4 separate regions of the Mus musculus genome follow, and regions 2, 3 and 4 are each linked to region 1. A link is a contact called in public ChIA-PET and HiChIP or PLAC-seq data. All regions are on one chromosome and are shown on one strand. Each heading gives the region's core, a stretch centred on a gene start, on an enhancer-like site or on the middle of the called end of the contact. The rest is flanking DNA. Distances are from core to core; before and after follow the strand shown.

Evidence for each region. ChIA-PET counts read pairs in DNA pulled down with a chosen protein or histone mark. HiChIP or PLAC-seq counts read pairs in DNA pulled down with a chosen protein or histone mark.
Region 2: an RNA polymerase II ChIA-PET map of memory CD8 T cells shows a contact between it and region 1, with 12 read pairs. The contact joins the enhancer-like site here to the promoter of Snhg5 in region 1. A contact is called at or near these places in 2 of 115 datasets of contacts at active chromatin or transcription factors (effector CD8 T cells and memory CD8 T cells) and 2 of 9 other capture datasets (adipose tissue and liver).
Region 3: a contact with region 1 is called in an H3K4me3 HiChIP or PLAC-seq map of the 230-238 cell line, with 19 read pairs. The contact joins the enhancer-like site here to the promoter of Snhg5 in region 1. A contact is called at or near these places in 2 of 115 datasets of contacts at active chromatin or transcription factors (the 230-238 cell line and the SCID.adh cell line) and 2 of 9 other capture datasets (adipose tissue and pancreatic islet).
Region 4: a contact with region 1 is called in an RNA polymerase II ChIA-PET map of memory CD8 T cells, with 210 read pairs. The contact joins the enhancer-like site here to the promoter of Snhg5 in region 1. A contact is called at or near these places in 3 of 39 promoter capture datasets (the HPC-7 cell line, embryonic stem cells and neutrophils), 1 of 15 datasets of contacts at CTCF or cohesin (the NIH/3T3 cell line), 2 of 484 Hi-C or Micro-C datasets (the G1E-ER4 cell line and embryonic stem cells) and 4 of 115 datasets of contacts at active chromatin or transcription factors (the 230-238 cell line, the SCID.adh cell line, embryonic stem cells and 1 more).

Annotation. Positions count from the first base shown.
Region 1 is chr9:88,521,404-88,524,302 of GRCm38.p6, forward strand. Snhg5 (small nucleolar RNA host gene 5) reads right to left here and starts at 1,494. Exons shown (of 5, transcript NR_040721.1): 1 at 1,081-1,494; 2 at 904-978; 3 at 515-572; 4 at 247-313; 5 at 1-45. It overlaps LOC115487267 (a small nucleolar RNA gene), which reads right to left and starts at 465; the gene lies at 394-465. LOC115487269 (a small nucleolar RNA gene) reads right to left here and starts at 197; the gene lies at 126-197.
Region 2 is chr9:88,708,676-88,711,574 of GRCm38.p6, forward strand. All of the region lies in intron 2 of Mthfsl (5, 10-methenyltetrahydrofolate synthetase-like), which reads right to left. Among named protein-coding and RNA genes, the nearest start is that of Mthfsl, 9.7 kb to the right of the region's middle. Within about 2 kb of position 1,361, at least 46 of the 459 cell types and tissues checked have an H3K27ac peak or open chromatin away from gene starts, as enhancers often do. A contact at or near this core is called in adipose tissue, effector CD8 T cells, liver and 1 more, where this site is marked.
Region 3 is chr9:88,351,464-88,354,362 of GRCm38.p6, forward strand. It overlaps Nt5e (5' nucleotidase, ecto), which reads left to right. Exons shown (of 9, transcript NM_011851.4): 2 at 800-1,022. Among named protein-coding and RNA genes, the nearest start is that of Nt5e, 25 kb to the left of the region's middle. Within about 2 kb of position 1,453, at least 19 of the 459 cell types and tissues checked have an H3K27ac peak or open chromatin away from gene starts, as enhancers often do. A contact at or near this core is called in the 230-238 cell line, where this site is marked.
Region 4 is chr9:88,378,860-88,381,758 of GRCm38.p6, forward strand. It overlaps Snx14 (sorting nexin 14), which reads right to left. Exons shown (of 29, transcript NM_001359958.2): 25 at 2,861-2,899; 26 at 2,623-2,718; 27 at 1,311-1,402; 28 at 651-707. Among named protein-coding and RNA genes, the nearest start is that of Nt5e, 53 kb to the left of the region's middle. Within about 2 kb of position 1,417, at least 95 of the 459 cell types and tissues checked have an H3K27ac peak or open chromatin away from gene starts, as enhancers often do. A contact at or near this core is called in the 230-238 cell line, the G1E-ER4 cell line, the HPC-7 cell line and 2 more, where this site is marked.

The sequences.
Region 1 (2,899 bases), core at 244-2,743:
GATGGTCACATCTAGTTTTCATTCGCACGTCTTGTGTCACTGGCTCTAAAATATAAAAATAAGAACACAGGCATTATGTTACTGCCAACATTAAAGAAGAACACAATAGTCCTTTGCAATGGTCCATCTCAGAAGCCAGATCCGTAAGTATGGTTTTTCAACAGGAATTCAGGTTCGGGATAGGATCATCATAGACTAGACCAACGACAGTAAGCTCAGCAGAAAACAAAACAGAGCACCACTCACATGCACTCCTGCTGCAGGATCTTCACAGGCGGACTGGCATCTCTCGCAAGTTCTTGTGTCACTGGCCCTAAAATATAAAAACAAAAACACAGGCATTACGTCATTGCCAACATTAAAGAAGAACACAATAGTCCTTTGCAATGGTCCATCTCAGAAGCCAGATCCGTAATTATGGTTTTTCAACAGGAATTCAGGTTCGGGATAGGATCATCATAGACTAGACCAACGACAGTAAGCTCAGCAGAAAACAAAACAGAGCACCACTCACATGCACTTCTGCTGTAGGATCTTCACACGCAGGCTGGCATCTCACTGGTCAGCATTCACTACAGAAAGAGGTACCATGACATGCTATGAGTAAGAACTGCATTAACAAGACTACCACTTAAACACAATGGTCTTCTCTCAGAAGCTGCATTTATCTTCAGGTCATCATCTTCGGGATGTATTTCATCACTGTTCTGACCCGGTATGTCTCACAACTGTTTGTACAATCAATTTGTACACCATGCATTCACAACAGTCACTCCAAATTGCAAAGGCCAGAGTAGTTTGGCCAGGACTACTTCACAATACATTTCCAGGAACCCGGATTCTTACTTCACAACGGTATGTTTGCATGCTTACAAGGGAAAAAATCTAGGCTTCAATACACACCCTTTAAAACGGTCATGTTTTAAGCATGTTTCTTTCATTTATCAATTCTCTCAGATGCTTTGGGCTCCCCTCCATCTAATATAATGAAAAATCAAAAAACAAAATTTAAGCATCACACATCACTTCCTATTGCACTATAACAATATTCTTAAAATATAGAAGCTGCATCGCCTTTACCTTGGTTTCTTCTTGTAGCTGCTTTGAAGACGCGAAGAACAATGGCGCCATTGTCCTTGTGAACGTGCATATAATAGGATGTCTCTTTCGGTGACTCTAGTACCTTCGGAACAGCACAAAAGGCTGCAAACCCTGCTGTAAAAACCTACCCACGCGGGGACTCAGGAACTAGAACGCATGCGGCCTTCAGTCAGGCCGCTTAGTACGAATCTCACTGGGGCCCAGACTCCAATCCCGAAATATCATTAGCTGCTGCGCACTTCTCCGAGGAAGTTTACACCAGTACCCTAAGTTCAAGTCTCAGAAGCCTCCAAATCCTCGTTGCACCCCTATATTTCACTTGGTCATCCGACTGTAACTCACTCACCGACAAGACAAAGAATATCTTAGGCTCCGTCGTAAAAGAACGAGCCCGGTTCACCGCAGCTCCTTTTATAGTCTCCTTTGTGCGAGATCGAGGCTGCCCCTCCCTCTGTCACTGATTGGACGCGAGAGTACGTGGGGGCGTGGCTTTTCATGAAGCAACGCGTGGGAGCGCGCGCCTTGGACCTCTTTTTTTTTTTACAGGCCATTCCGGGGCGTGGTGCGCGCCGCCCGCCCGCCGCCGCGTGCATCTCCGTTGCTGCGCGCGCTCCCGCTGGCTCGCCGCCACCGGTCTCTTCCGAGTCTGGCGGGGTGGCTCAGCTCGACGTGGCGTGGGAGTGGCGCCAGAATTCAAACGAACTGCCGCAGTTGGAGGCGAGGTCACCGCCTGCTTCGAGCCTAGTCGACACGGACGGTCGGCGGCAGGGAGTGGCCTTGACTTCGCCGCGCAGGCAGCTTTGAGCGCCGCTGGTGGAGAAGCTTGGTTGCTACGGTGGCCAGCGCTGCGCTTGTGTATTCAGCGGGGCAGCCGAAGGGACCTGGGAGGACAGAATTACGCGGGTGAAAACCGAAAAGCTCTCCGTTTATCCTTCCTGCATTCTGGGGGTGCCGCTGGTCTGCAGACAGCCATGCTGTCCAGTGCAGGCTTATCCAACGCCTGCTTGGGCGCTCAACCAGGTCCAACACCAGATTCCCCCGCCCCCCCAAGTCTCCCACTCCGGGAAACAGACACTAGTGACAGTTATACTGTCAGAATGCTGAGAAGTTAAACATTCCGTTTCACAGAGGAGAAAGCAAGTCAAAAGCCGCCAGTTGGCCTAAGGTCACATAGCTATCCTTTGCTATTTTTTAAGTTTCTCCCTTCTAAATTATCTGCAGAAAAAAACTTAAGACTTCAAAGGTCAAATATATAATTCAAAGTAATTTAAATGTATGGATACACACATTTGGATATTTTAGCACTTGGAAGCTCGGGTCTTTATTTTGTAGCATTTTTTACTAATTATGTGTGCATTTGCTGTCAGTTTACATTAACAGTTATCCTCTGATCACCATACTTATAGACTGTGGCATGCATGCCCTCACACACATCATGCACACATGTGATAGTAATGGTAATAAGTGAATAAAAGCCGTTTGGGTAAGAACATCACATAAGGTTTGCCATAGAAAGAAGGTAGGGAATAGAATCACATGGTAAAAGCTTGTCACAGCATCTGGTTAAGGACTGTGCCTCTGGGCTACATTTCAAGCCTGTGGTCTTAATTTGGTTCTTTTTAAATCTATGTGCCCAGGTACACACATGCATGCAGAGGCTGAAGGGCAGCCTTAGGTGTTATCCTCGCAAGCACCATTTATTCCCTTTTGAGATAGGGCCTCTTACTGATCTGGAGCTCAGGAATCAGGCTAGACTGGCTGAGCACAAGTCTAGGAGATCCTTCTGTTTCTGCCTTCC
Region 2 (2,899 bases), core at 111-2,610, 190 kb after region 1:
AGCCCACTGATGCCAGGTATAGAACTGCACATCCTGGTACCCCAACTCCAAAGACTGGGGATAAAGCATCGTAAATGTAAGGACACTCTGGGCAACCTAGGAAGACTCTGTCTCAAAACAAACCAGTGTGGTGACTGATGAGGAAGCTGTTGGTATAATGCTTACCAAGCACACACAGTGCCCCAGGTTGATCTCCAGCACTAAACACATGGGGACAGTGGCATGCATTGTGGCCTCAGCATCTGAAAGGTGCAAGCAAGTTAAAAAGTTCAAAGTCATCACATTCAGTGAAGTAGCAAGTAAGGCCAGCCTGGGCTACATGAAATTCTGTCTCAAAATCAAACAAAGCCATTAATGAGTCATGGATTGAAGTTACAAAACTCTGCCCTATATAATACGATAAATGGCTTCATGCCAGAGTTTTGGTAAATGGTCCGGGCTAGCTGAGCCACTATACTCTGATAATTCTAAATTTCACCAAGTGAACTTCACTGCTTAGCCCGAAATAATGGGACAGGTAATCACAAGATACATTTCACTTTCCACTGCATCTCATAGCTCATTGCCCACTTCACTCAATAATACCACAGTGGTCTGTTGACTGTGCTCTGTTCTCGGTTTGTATACTTTCTGTGAAACGGTAGCTTTCAGGCTGTGCCTTATCTACCTCATACATACCTTTGTCTCCTTTTTGAGTATGGTAAGCTCCAGTTCCATCTCCAGCAGTGCATAAACTGGGCAAGGTGGCAGATACCACCACGTGTCTGGAGAGTAGCCACCAAAGTCATCCTCGGCTACACAGTGAGCTCTAGGCCAGCCTGGGCTACGAGACCTCAAGACAAAGGGGCTGGGGATGGCACTAGAGTGGAAAACTAGAGAACTGGATGGCCTCCCCCTCTCGTTAACTGCCTGTGTGTCCTCCAAAAAGTCACTTGACCTCTCTGGGCTACAGCTAACTCATCGGAATAAGGGAGAGACTGTATAAAGATGGTAAGAAATTGTTCTGCTTTCTGCAATTCCTACATGGAGGGAATTTTCTCTATAATCCAAAGAAGGAAGCTACTCCAAGAGCCATCAAAATAGATAAATGTGCACATATGACAATGACAACAGCCTTGATTTACTTTTAGCTAAAACAAGCCATGTCAAAACTTCAGTAAAATCAACAATGTTTCTGTTGTGTGAAGGAGATGTGGTTAAAGGTTTGCTAAAACACTTCCTGTAAGAGCAGTGCTGCTACAAATCACACTGAAAACAGCAAATCGTGCCGGATCTTTAGCAACTCTCTTCTTTGCTTAGTATAAACTAAACCAAAACCAAGTGTTCTCTCCTGAGCATGTGACAGTCATCTGTGTGGCAGTGTCCCTGAGTCACTGCTTAATATAAACTAAACCAAAACCAAGAGTTCTCCTGAGTATGCGGCAGTCATCTGCGTGGCGGTGTCCCTGAGTTTCTGCAAGTAGCTGAGACAGTATGGCCTGGTCCCCAGGACTATGGACATCCCTGGCTTCAGTCTAATAATTAACACATTTGTTCAGCATACAAAAGAGGAGATATAGCAAAAGTATTAACTTCATCTGATCTGAGGCATAACAATGATCTCAATGTACCCCAGGGCACAGAAAGAACCATGGTGCAGTAGGTCAAGATCTGCCATCTCGCAGGAGTGGCACAGTCTAAAGCGAGACAGTTGTGATCATCCAGTGGCTATTAGGATACAGAAGCACTTACTGACAGGGAATTAGAATTTCCTAGTAATATCATGCTGCAAGGAGGGAAAGGTTAAAGCCTGGTGCCAGTTGGCGAGGAACCTCTTTTCTGCTTTTCCCATGAAGGAACTGGGGATGGGGGGAGGGGGCAAGCCTGGCTTGTTGTGCTTCTAGAAACCAAGCTTTTGATCCTAAATACTCCATTAACAAAACTGCAAATTCTGCTTCTTACCAACCTTTAACACAATACCCATCACAAATACACAAGGCCTCCAAGCCAATCCTCAGCCTCCACTGCAAGTGTGGCAACATCAGCAGCCAGGCAGCATCCCATGATTCTCTTAACTCAATGACTTTCCCAAAACCAGCCCCGAGAGACTGAAAATCCCAGGACCATCATGCAGGAAGGCCCTGACCAAATCAGAGATAATGTTGACATTTTACATATGATATAAATAATAAAAAAAAATCACAGCATCTATAAAATAATCCCCATGTATTCTTTGTAAGTTTTTAATTCAGGTGTTCTTCATGTATAAAGGACTGATCATCTATTCATCTATATTAGTATTGTCTGAACTTATAATAAATTCAGATTTACTTTGAGAACTTTCCAGTTTGAATCAACATGTTGCGAAAGTTATTAGGGTCAGAGCATAGACCCTGGCAAGCAAAACAAGCCAGGCTCAGCCACTGCCCTCAAAAGGTCAATTACACAGACAACAGTACAAAACAGAGAGAGGAGATTAATCCACTGTGGCCATACTGGAAGGAGGAATCAATAAAGAGGTGCAACGAACGCCGCCCCACCCAATCCTCTGCTGGTCTGGCCATGATGTTCACTCTTTGAGTATGCCTCTATTTACTCATTTGGTTGGTTATTCTGTTAGTTACTGGGGAAGGAATCACATGTTACTAAACATGTAGGAAATCTCAAGTCAAGTTGCTGGAGTCGGTTTTCTCCTCCCATTTGGGTTCCAGGATCCAAGTCAAGTCCTCAGCCTGGTGAGGAGGAACCTTTACCTACTGAGCCATCCTGCCAGCTCCAAGGTTTGCATTTCAATAGCAGGCAAGCTTTGTATGTAAATAAGCAGTCCCACTCCCTGGGTGGTCATTGTCCATCACTGTTCCCACTCCAGTTTCTCCTGCAAGGTAGTCTGGAAAGGTATCAGAATTGTGTGAAATCTCTC
Region 3 (2,899 bases), core at 203-2,702, 170 kb before region 1:
CAGAAAATACCTAGGAAAGGATAAAAGCAAGCCTTAAGCACAGTTCATTGCTATTTTAACATTTCTATTTGATAACAAAAATTTTCCTATATAAAAGGCCTATTGTCCCTCTGTCTGCAACCTTCACAGCCAACTTTGTTCATTGGGCTGAAATTCTTGATTCTCAGCTGGCAGAAGGCTTCCTCCAGACGCCAAAGCAAGTGACTTCTTTCTCTTTCCACGTACCTGTAATGTTCTCATGGCTTTCTATCCTGCTCGGGGTACAGGGGTGATCAATGCCCAGTCTAACAGAGACTTCTGTCAGGCCTGATTCGCCTAGATGAATTGGAGAAGTCCTTGAGTATAGCAGTTGTGAGGACTTGAGATGTGACCCAAGGGAAGCAATGAAAGGGGGTTCTGGGGGTGTCTGCATTCTGGTCTGGGCCTGACCTGTGGGCTAACTCCCGAAAACAATGAAGATGAGCTGGGTAGGCCCTGGTAAAGGTGGTCTGTGAGCCATCTGGCTGGAGGGGGCTGGGACAGGGAGTCCCAAATGCACACATTCACAGCAGCTTCACTGGATGAGGCGCCCAGGGCAACAATGCTGTACCTACCTGTGATCTACGTGTCTCTGGGCTCAGCCCAAGGGGCCCCTTTGGAGGTAAGGAGAACACTAGAACATGTATGTGGTCAGGTGTCATAGAGGCCAGCCCATTTTGGTGCCACTGGGCTAACATGATATACTTTAAAATATGCTTTTATTGGAAAATTCCAGATACTTAATTCTTTTTTTTTCTTTTTTCTTTTCTGTTTTACTTAGGCACTGGGAAATCATGAATTTGATAACGGTGTGGAAGGACTGATTGATCCCCTCCTCAGAAACGTTAAATTTCCAATTCTGAGCGCAAACATTAAGGCACGGGGGCCTCTAGCACATCAGATATCTGGACTTTTTCTGCCATCTAAAGTTCTCTCTGTTGGCGGTGAGGTTGTGGGGATTGTTGGATATACTTCAAAGGAAACCCCTTTCCTCTCAAATCCAGGTATCTTCTACTTTCACGGTCCTTATAGCTTGGGAATAGATGTGGAAAAGCTTGGCCGGCCAAGTTTTTATGGTCTGTGGCAGATGAAGGATGGTGATTAGTAAGCCACGGTGGCAGATTCTGTGTTGTTCTCAGTTATCCTCTGAAGGGCATCGCTGTCTCTGCTCGGTGAACTTCTTTGTTGACTAAACAGTGTCTCTGTTTAATTCTGTGTGTTCAAAACTGTAAGTGAAGCCTGGCACAAGCAGCCCCCAGAGATCTCTGGTCCCCAGCAAAACAGTTTTCCTAATTGTAGTGCTCGGAGCACGTACACATGAATAACATCAATTCCTAGCACATTTAGTTTGAAATCCCCCACCCCTGCTGTGTGCGTGCATGCATTCTAAAATACATCCCATGAGAGCTATACATGTGGTGTCCAGACCTGAAGCTTTTCTCAGAACTGTTTTGTTGCTGGGCAGGATCCAAAGGAGAGGATAGCAACATTCTATCCACATCCTTCCTCCTGCCCCTCCTCACCCTTCCCCGCCCCTCTCTGCCCCTCTCCGCCCCTCCCCTGAGATGCTCTGTGCCTCACACTGTTCTAGGCGCTAGAAATGCCAATCAAGAAGTCTGTTTCTCCCTGTGCTCACATTTTCAGTGAGAGAATAAGTAAATGAGGCTGTGTCAGAAGATAGAATGAAGAGGAATGAGGCAGGAGGGGAAGGGGCTGCATAGCAGAAGGAGGGGTGCATCTTGCTATTCTAGAGAAATATCCAAAGAAGGCTGATAGAAAAGAGGGCTGTGATGGTTAGTATGAATGGTCAACCTCACAAGAGTCACCTAGGAGACAAGTCCCCAGGAATGCTTGTGAGGTGTTGTCTTAATTAAGGTGGGACAATCCACCATAAAGATGGCACCATTCCCTAGGGTTGGGTCCTGGGTTGAATAAAAGAAAAGAGTTTCCCCTCTTATGACTCTCTGCTTTCTAACCGTGGATGTCATATGACAGCTGCTTCAAGCTCCTGCCACCAGGACTTCCCCGCAAGTGATGGACTCAGCACTGAGGGCTGTCCAGGGAACCCCAAGCTTATCGGGGTTACAGACAAGAATCAGATCATCCCTGGCATTCCTGTGACAGGCAACGGTAGCACAGCATTGCCGTTTTCAGTGCAGACTTAAGCTACTTCAGCCCTGGCAAGCCAGCTGCTAACTTCCCACCTGCTCTTTTGCAGCCTCCATGGCCACAGAGCTTTCATGCTGGGATTTATCATCCATACTTTGCATCTGCGGAGTTAGCATGGAGTCAGGACTCAGTAATTCCATCAGGGAAGTGGAGCCCTGTGCACGAATGGTCGATGGCTGTGTCTCCCTTAGTCTGCTGTTTGGAGAAACTCTTTTTACACTGGGCTTTGCAGACTTCCCTCTTGAAACCTCTTTATGAGACTTTTGCATTTGGGACACTTTCATTTTAGTGCCGGTTCTTAGAAACTAACCTGAGAGCATCTAGGTCAACTGGAGGACTGCCTTGCAATAGAGTGCTGGGTGAGACTTCAGGACGCCATGTCGGTGGTCCCCTCGTGACCACTGAAGACTTGCTAAGTTTGGGCTCCAGGCTTGGAGGCCTTGTTTATGTCTCAGCATAGGATTCCCAGGGCCTATGCTACCCAGAGCCCAAGGCACTCATTATTAGCACTGGGTGAGCTCCATGAGGTTCGCGACCCTTCCTAGGGCAGGCCATGTTTAGATGAGGCCTCTATGATGCAATGCAGCAATCAGTTCTACTCCAATGGTGCCACACCCTGCCTGCAAGTAAGCAGTTGTCATCTACCATGCTAAAATTAGTTTCCAAGGGCCAGCAAGATGGCTCTGGGGTAATGAAGGGGACTTTCCACCTC
Region 4 (2,899 bases), core at 167-2,666, 140 kb before region 1:
CCCACACCTATGCACATAAAGGCCACACTAACTGGGCTCAGTGGGTTATTTTAGAGCAAAGGAAATTGGGAGGGAGATTAGAGAGAGGGGGTCCAGAGGGAGTTAGGCCATTAAAGGGTAGATGGATAAGTACACGGTATACGTGCATGAAATGTTCGAAGAACAAAATTTTAAATTGTATTTAGAAAGAAGAAAAGTTCAACATCCTCAATATTAAATATAGTAAGAACACCATGCTCTAACTCCAAATCATTTTGTGTTCTTGGACTCACAGATCCATGTTGAAAAAACATTCGTCTCTGATTTATATAGCAGAAAATGTTGCAGATGATAATCTGAACAGCTAGGCCCATTCTGATGATAAGATTAGTCACATATTCAGCTGAAAGCACAGTAAAGGGCCCTTATCTGCTTGTATGGTAAGGAGGAACTAAGAACTTGAAGGCAGAGACTGGCCAGGGTCTGTTACCTCAAATCTAGTCTACGTCTGGACAGTCGTGTTAGATGAGGACACTACAAAAGGCCACTTGTGTCAAGCTGTTCAGCTTTCAAATGGTTGCAGTCACAATGGCTTACTACCATTTTCATCTCTGGTTAAATGTCCATATACTTTCCAAAGGAGAATGAAGAAATTCCTGCTTCCCAGTTACCTTATTTAGCTCTGGAAACAGCTCCTGTATCACAATGTCCAGCAACACATAGGTCAGCTGCAGCACAAAGACATGTAACAAAATGTAAGGAACTAGACAGAAAAGTTACAGGCACGGGAGCCAGGACCACGGTAAATCTCTACGCAAGTCAGCGGGAAACGTAACGGCAATGCAAAACACGCAAAAAGGTGTCTCTAACACCACCGACAATGCTCCATCCTTACATGCATAGTAGAGACCTTTGTGAATAAAATAACTGGCATTACTATGCTTCACCCATTCTATGTAAATTGTTTTGAACAAATTTTAAATAAACAAGTATGAAACTGATATTATATTAACATTTCAACAAAATATATAGCGACTATATATATAAAAATGTTAACTGGTATTCTTTGACTTAAATTAGCAAAATGTTTATACTATGTCAGAAATTTTCTAAACATCTAAAATTTTCTGGTAGAAGATATATTAACTTTAAGCAACCATGCATATCACAAAGAAGTAAGAGAACCAGCAGAAACAGTACATACAGATTTTCCCATCTGAACGTTTAGATTATTTTAATGATGGGCTAGATGTCGTGTAGTGACTCACACAGGTAATAAACCAGACATCCCGCTGCTCAGCAGCCACACCAACGCCCACCACCTCCCTTACCTGCTTGTTGAGCACTGGCTGCTGCAGGCCATCAAACAGGAGTCTGATGCTTTCGTACTTGGTTTCTTCACCGATACACTTGACTATCAGATCTAAACAGGAAAGCCACATATGAAACAGCTCACAGTGACTCACCACCAACCGCCTCTTAAAAGCCACATGCCTCCTCTGTTCACAGACACCACATAAAAGCTCCAAGTCAGTATTTCTCAAACCAGTTTCTACAAGAACCTCCTAGAAACAAGTCTCATGGTCGGGTCAAAAAAAAAAAAAAAAAAAGTAGTAGTTATTATTAATCCCCCTTTCAGAAGTTCACAATGCACAGGATATACTATAGTATATAAACCAACTACCACTAAGTGATAAAAGAGACTTAGAAAACATATTTTATTATACATCAGGGTAAAACAAAACCAATTTTTAAACTATGTATTTTGAATGATGTGTTGTGTTTGTGAAGAGAGATGTGCACCTGAGTGTAAGTGCCCACAGAGGCCAGAGAGGTGGGAGTTACAGGCAACTCTAAGCCACTAACTAATGTGATGGTCTCTGCAACAACAGCATGTGCTCAACAACCGAGCTGTCCCTCAGCACCCCAAACAACAGGATTTAAACTCCCTCTTTATATAGACACATAAAACCATACAGAAAAGATGTCTATGACCAGATATGCTGGACAGCTCTAATCTCACCATTTGGGAAGCAGAAGCAGGAGGATAAATGCAAATTTGAGACCAACCTGGTCTACACAGTAAGCTCCAAGCCAGCTAGGGTCACACAGCAGACAAATCATAAAGCCCTGATTAGTGTGTGAGTAGAAAAACCCGTGTCCTAAATTTTAGGGGTGAGCCTAAAGTCTCCTACAGGTAACACCAGCACTACAAAGACTGAAGCAAAAGAACTGTTGCAAGATCAAGGCTAGTCTGTGCTACAGCTCAAGAATCTATCTCAAACAGACAGTATTAGTAGTATCAACAAACGGACAAGTTACCTTTTCTTTTCTTCTCTTTTCTTTTCTTTAATTTTCTTTTTTTTTTTTTTTTTTCGAGACAGGGTTTCTCTCTATAGTCCTGGCTGTCCTGGAACTCACTCTGTAGACCAGGCTGGCCTTGAACTCAGATATCCACCTGCCTCTGCCTCCCAAGTGCTAGGATTAAAGGCATGTGCCACCACTGCCTGGCCAAATTACGTTTTCTAATGAGTTATATTATTTCTAAAATAAAAACTAACAATAACAATTAGTTTCAATAATTATACTGCAACTTCAAAGTGGTGCCAATCTATATACAATTGAGTTATTTAAATATCATACCTGGAATGTAATTCATCATTTCTTCAAAAGTCTGTTTTGCTCCTTTTTGCTTATCTTGGAGAGAGCGAGGTTCAGTATTTTCACAAAATATAGCATCTAAAAATGAGTACAGGAAATGTATACAATTATTCTCCAATTTATACGCAAGTATATTCTAGTAATAAAAATGCTGGTTTAAAAATACCTGGAAAAAAAAAAACACAAAGGTAGACCATGATACAGACATGGTCATACGAACCTCTGAGAAGGGTGATGAGGGAGACCAGCCGGTGCTCCT